2 separate regions of the Sus scrofa genome follow, and region 2 is linked to region 1. Evidence: chromatin contacts called from public HiChIP or PLAC-seq data. All regions are on one chromosome and are shown on one strand. Each heading gives the region's core, a stretch centred on a gene start, on an enhancer-like site or on the middle of the called end of the contact. The rest is flanking DNA. Distances are from core to core; before and after follow the strand shown. Region 1 holds the start of VPS33A (VPS33A, CORVET/HOPS core subunit). Region 2 overlaps MLXIP (MLX-interacting protein).

What was found. HiChIP or PLAC-seq counts read pairs in DNA pulled down with a chosen protein or histone mark.
Region 2: an H3K27ac HiChIP or PLAC-seq map of alveolar macrophages shows a contact between it and region 1. The contact joins the enhancer-like site here to the promoter of VPS33A in region 1. A contact is called at or near these places in 2 of 5 promoter capture datasets (fetal liver and fetal skeletal muscle), 8 of 47 Hi-C or Micro-C datasets (embryonic fibroblasts, epiblast stem cells, heart right ventricle and 4 more) and 1 of 2 datasets of contacts at active chromatin or transcription factors (alveolar macrophages).

Annotation. Positions count from the first base shown.
Region 1 is chr14:30,467,689-30,470,487 of Sscrofa11.1, reverse strand. It overlaps VPS33A (VPS33A, CORVET/HOPS core subunit), which reads right to left and starts at 1,440. Exons shown (of 13, transcript NM_001098604.1): 1 at 1,308-1,440. The coding sequence starts at 1,409.
Region 2 is chr14:30,603,354-30,606,152 of Sscrofa11.1, reverse strand. The region is part of intron 1 of MLXIP (MLX-interacting protein); the gene reads left to right. Among named protein-coding and RNA genes, the nearest start is that of MLXIP, 42 kb to the left of the region's middle. Within about 2 kb of position 1,447, at least 28 of the 83 cell types and tissues checked have an H3K27ac peak or open chromatin away from gene starts, as enhancers often do. A contact at or near this core is called in alveolar macrophages, fetal liver, retroperitoneal adipose tissue and 1 more, where this site is marked.

The DNA of each region.
Region 1 (2,799 bases), core at 191-2,690:
GCATATGGAAGTTCCCAGGCCAGGGGTGCAACTGGAGCTGCAGCTGCAGGCCTATGCTACAGCCACAACGTGGGATCCTTAACCCACTGAGCAGGGCCAGGGATCCAACTCACATCCTCATGGATGCTAGTCAGGTTCCTTACCTCTGGGCCACAAAAGGAACTCCACAGAGTGCTATTCTTTCTAATATTCGTTTCAGAGTTTTCCCAATTTTCCTTTTCTCTTCAGAGCTTTATTGCCAGTTACTTTATGGGGACTGATAAATCATAAGGAGAGAGGGTCAAGGTAATACCACTTAAACGAAATGCTGGGAAGTCCCTTACCTACTATGTTTCCCATTCCATTGTGAGCTGGATGCTAATTAATGTCTAACTGGAAGTTCCCATGTGGTGCAGCGGTTAAAGAGCTGGCATTGTCACTGCAGGGCTCACGCTGCTGCTGTGGTGAAAGTTTGATCCCTGGCTCAAAAACTTCCACATGCCCCAGGGTGGCCAGGAAAAAAAAAAAAATGTCTAACAGGAGAAACAATTCTGTTTCGAGAGGCTGACGTTAAAAACCTCAAATGCTGGAGTTCCCGTCATGGCGCAGTGGTTAACGAATCCGACTAGGAACCATGAGGTTGAGGGTTTGGTCCCTGCCCTTGCTCAGTGGGTTAAGGATCTGGCGTTGCCGTGAGCTGTGGTGTAGATTGCAGACGCGGCTCGGATCCTGCGTTGCTGTGGCTCTGGCGTAGGCTGGTGGCCACAGCTCTGATTAGACCCCTAGCCTGGGAACCTCCATATGCCGCGGGAGCGGTCAAAGAAATAGCAAAAAGACAAAAAAAAAAAAAAAAAAACCCTCAAATGCTACCACTTCTCATAATCCATGTGAAGAAAAGGTTGTAAGACAGTGGTGCTTCAGACTTTCAAAGGTATGGTTTCTAACCACACGTATGATCTTTGTAATGAATGGACACTGGATCATCTACGTCCTCGGGCCGGCCCGCCTCAACAGTGTGTAGGGGTGGGGGTGGCACCGGATTCGCCCCTCTGGACCTGAATGGCACTGACACAAGCTGATTCGTGAGGGACTAAGGTAGCACAGTGGCTTATTCCGCTTCCACGAAACAATCGCGATGCCACGCAGAATCCAGGCTGGATGCCCCAGGCCCCACCAGCTGTCCCCTCTCCCCGCCTCATCATACCCGCCGGCTCTCCTCTCTGGAAGCCCCAGGGGACCTCGTACACCCGGAGCTCAGGCGGTCAAGGACCGGGTTAGGCCAAGTCGGACGGCGCTGGAGGGCGGTGTCGCCGCGCACTGTCCCTCACCTTGCTTCCCGCGCACTTGTCCAGGAACTCTCGCAGCTCGCGACGCACCGCCTCGCGCAGCACGTTCAGGTTAACTCGCCCATAGGATAGGTGCGCCGCCATCTTGCCCCACCGCCCCCTACTCCCCCCTCGATCCAACTGAATCGGCTTTTCCCCAGCAGAGCCCACGGGCGCAGTCACGTGACGGCGTGTTCACGTGACCCGGGCCGCCGACCTTACGCCAAACCCGGAAACTAGAATCGTCAGCTGTCTGCCGCTTTCTTGGCCCTAACGCCCGCCGCTTTATTCTACCTCTTGGGTTCTGAGGCTTTTTAAGACCACAGCCTCAGTCCAGGAGCTGTTGAGCGCTGAGAGCTGTGTTTAAGGATAGAGTCTGGGTCTTACTCATCTCGTTGAAAAATCGAGAGACTTTCTTCAGAGCAGCAAGCATACCGCTGCAAAATGGTAACCAAGCTGAGCTTGAATGGAAATCTTTTCGATTTATAGCTATCGAAAGGGCCTGAGCTTTGTTCTTTCGGTTTGTCGGCTACAGTCTACAAAAATGGCTAAGGGCCGCGGGAACTTTGAGTGACTTGTCCCTTTAGCTCTTCCTAATAGACTTTTGTGTGATGTGTAGTATTTCACACAAACGGTATCCGACGTGGAATCCAGGTAAAATTCTTGTGAATTACGAGGATGAAAGAAGATGTAATTTACATGGTATAATTTATGTAAAAGGCTTAGTGCGCCTGTAATTTAACAATTGTTCAATAAATAACATTAGGAAGATATATGTTTTTCAGTACTTTGAGGTGAAAAAGGCTTGAAAATGTTTGGTCTTGCCTGGTTTCCTTCAATCCTTCATACAATGTTACGAAGAAAGGACGCGAAGCAATTACATGGAGTATACGAAAGCGATGAGTGGAATTTGAGGATGATAATCAGTCATACATACTAAGATACTTATACTCTCAATGTCTTGATTCTATCAAAGACATTTAGATTTTAAAAGAACTTGTTTCCATACATGCAGAGTGTTTCATGCCTTAATTCTCAACCCGATTTTCACCGTGGTTCTCAACCTGTATCCCAGACTCTTCTCACATGTGCAGGGTTTTTGTTCAACTGAGAATTACATATTGTAGCACCATCTGTGAGAGTGAACTTTGAGCTCAGCAGGCCATGTCATGAACTGTTAAATGAGAGCACAACTATGTTGAGAGGTAAAAATATCCACAGTTAGTGAAGTCATGCTTGGGTGCAAATGAGCAAAACTAGAATAAAGGATCCTCCTCAAACAGATCTGGCAGCTGCAGAAGGTGCAACTTAGGTTGCAACTGCAGCTCAGATCTGACCCCTGGTCTGGGAACTCAGGTGCCCTTGTGACAAAAACCAAAAAACTCACCGTCAGGATGCTAGATGGTTATCAACAGACCTTCTACTTGTGTAAGACCCAATGTTTGGAGACATTGCTACAGTACTGCAGTTGCCCTAGAAACATTGCAGACTTTAG
Region 2 (2,799 bases), core at 198-2,697, 140 kb before region 1:
CCAAAGCCTCTGCCACTCAGAAGGTGAACGAGTCGATTCCAAAGCATGCATGGGAGGAGGATGAAAAGAGGAAGAGAAGAGGGTGACAGCTGATCCTCAGCAGCAGGTGGAAGGGAAATTCTCTTTAGCAGGCTCAGGTAGAACAGATTTTATTTGGGAATTTCTGTTATGTGAGGAGGGCTATGCCAAGTTGTTTATTTGTGTATGTGCTTTTTTTTTTTTGTCTTTTTAGGGCCGCACCGGTGGCATATGGAGGTTCCCAGGCTAAGGGTTGAATTGGAGCCGCAGCAACTGGCCTATACCACAGCCATAGCAACTTGAGATCCAAGCCGCTTGTGACCTACAGCACGGTTCATGGCAACGCCGGATCCTTAACCCGTTGAGTGAGGCCAGGGATCAGATCCATGTCTTCATGGATGCCAGTAGATTTTGTTAACTGCTGAGCCACGACAGGAACTCCTGTTTATGTGCTTTTTAAAACTCCCCTCTTCAGAGATAAGCCAGAAGTCTGTGGTTGTGGTAGGCATGGCACAGACTTTTCTAGTCCCTCTTTTGCTTAATGGTAAGTGGTGTTGCCCTCACACACCCCTCAATTGTATTCTTTCGGGCCAGCCGTCCCCTTTCTTGGGAAGGGTGCGGTCCTAGACCTTATGAACTTGAAAGGAAGTTGGGATATGCTAATGCATTTCTCTCTGATCCGAAAAGGGGAAACTGAGGCCAGGACAAAGAAAGGACTTGTAGAGAGATGGCGTCACACTCTACTTAGCATGGGAACTGGGACTGCAGTGCAGGAGCCTGGCTCCTGGGTTCCTCTTTTTCAGTTTGTAATAGACCTTCCTTTTCAGTGAGGCCAGCTCTCTACAGTGAAGCAAACCTGGGAAAAGGTACAGTCAGTTAATTTACAAAGCTGTATGGTCTGATTTTAAATGACGGGGCGGGGGGCGGAGAAGGGAGGTGGGACAGGAGGAAGCATAAACTGAGGAAAAAAGGACGATAACACACCTGTACAAGGACTTGGGTGACCGGGAGGAGCCACTGGGCAGGGGGTGTGACCGGGAGGGGCCACTGGGCAGGGGGTGCGGGCCAGACCCTGCAGAGGGAGGCCCCATGGGCAGAAGGGAGCTCCCTCAGCATGTGCTGTGTGGTGGCGCTGTGCTGGACTCGGAGTGAGTATTGGTGAGCAAAACAGACGGAGTTAGCACCTCGTGGAAAATGCAGTCCGTTGTGGAGACACATCGTCCACAGATACACATGCACATAGGGAGCCGAGATTGTGGTGGGCACAGGGTGTTGTGAGGTCCAACTGACTCATTTTTACTGGGAGCCGTCCAGGAGGAAGGTGAATGAGGTTCTTGTTTAACCCAGGTCTTTTTGACAAGTGGGGGAACCCCCGCAGAGTCTCAGCAGGAGAGAGATATGAACAGATGTGTGTTGTCCTGGTTGTTATGACTTCCTGGGTGCTAGGGAGGCCAAGGGGAGGAGCCCAGAGCAAGCCTGGAGGACCTTGAGGTAGCCCAGTGTAAACTTCACCTCCTCCCTCCCCCTAGCTTTTGCCTCAGGCCACTGAGTGACCGTCCTACTCTGACACAGCATGCTTGTCTGCCTGTCTATCATCCCCCAGAAAATATAAGCTCTCAGAGGCTAGGGACTTGATTTTGTTCACTGCTCTGTCCATGGCACCTAGAACAATGCTAAATAACTGATTTGGGTGGATGAATCAGGATAGTATCATGAAGAAAGTGGTATTTCAGCAGATTACTCTGGCTACAGAACTCGTGCTGTGGATAGCCCACGTGCATGATGCAAAATCTTAAAACCTACAGATGAGAATCTCCTCGAGAATTACAGCTCGTGAATTCCTTCCAAGAGAACAGATTGTAAGAGCACTGGAAAGGGCCTGGAATTTACATATTTCCCATTGCATTTGATTAATTTGTAATTCGGCAGATGTTGATGTGTTCTGTATAATCATTAAAAAAAAAAAAAAAAAAAAAAAAAAACCTAAATTGAAATACAGTAAGCAAGCAAAAAAAAGCCTGAAAGTATTCCAGGTATTGTCAGTCTTTTTCTGGTGTTAAGCTCCACTTTACACAGGGCATGATGAGAGGTGCTATGTAGAATTAACTACTCGCTCCAGCTTCTGGCCCCAGAAAGGTTAGAATTTGATAGAGATACCCATACCAACTTTAGTTAACTTACTGTCATGTTGTCAAAGTTATTGTCAAAGGTTTGGGGTTACAAATTAACTAGAGAACTGATTTCCATGATTTTTCTTTAATAGTCAGAGTTGGCTTTTAGAAAAGGAGCCAATGCTTTTTAAAACCTATTTATAGGTCTTGGCTACCTGGAGAGTGTTACCTTATCCTTTGAAATGTATCAGACAGCTTCAGATTTCTCTGCCTTTTAAGTGGGTTATGTAGCCGGTGGTGCCTCAGAAATAACGAATAATGATGATAATAACAAACACGTTTCGTGCCAGTCCTCTTAGGAACTCAGAAACATTTGCAAGCATGATCTGTTTCTGTTACATCCCTGGCAGCCAGTTTCTTGACTCCAGGTGTGTACCCTGGCCAGAGACCTCTGTTAACTTACTTCCTCTTTATGCCAGGTGTCTGATGGGGTGGAGTTTTTCTTTCCTTACATAAAAATCTTAACCTTTGTGAATACCTGAACCTGCTAATTACCTTTTCCCGTAGGTGGATGAAAGTGCTAGGGAAAGGCTGTATTCTTTGAGCGTAGCTATTCCTGGTACTGAGTATAATAGAAACTTCTCACTTTGTATCTGTGGGTTGGCCACTT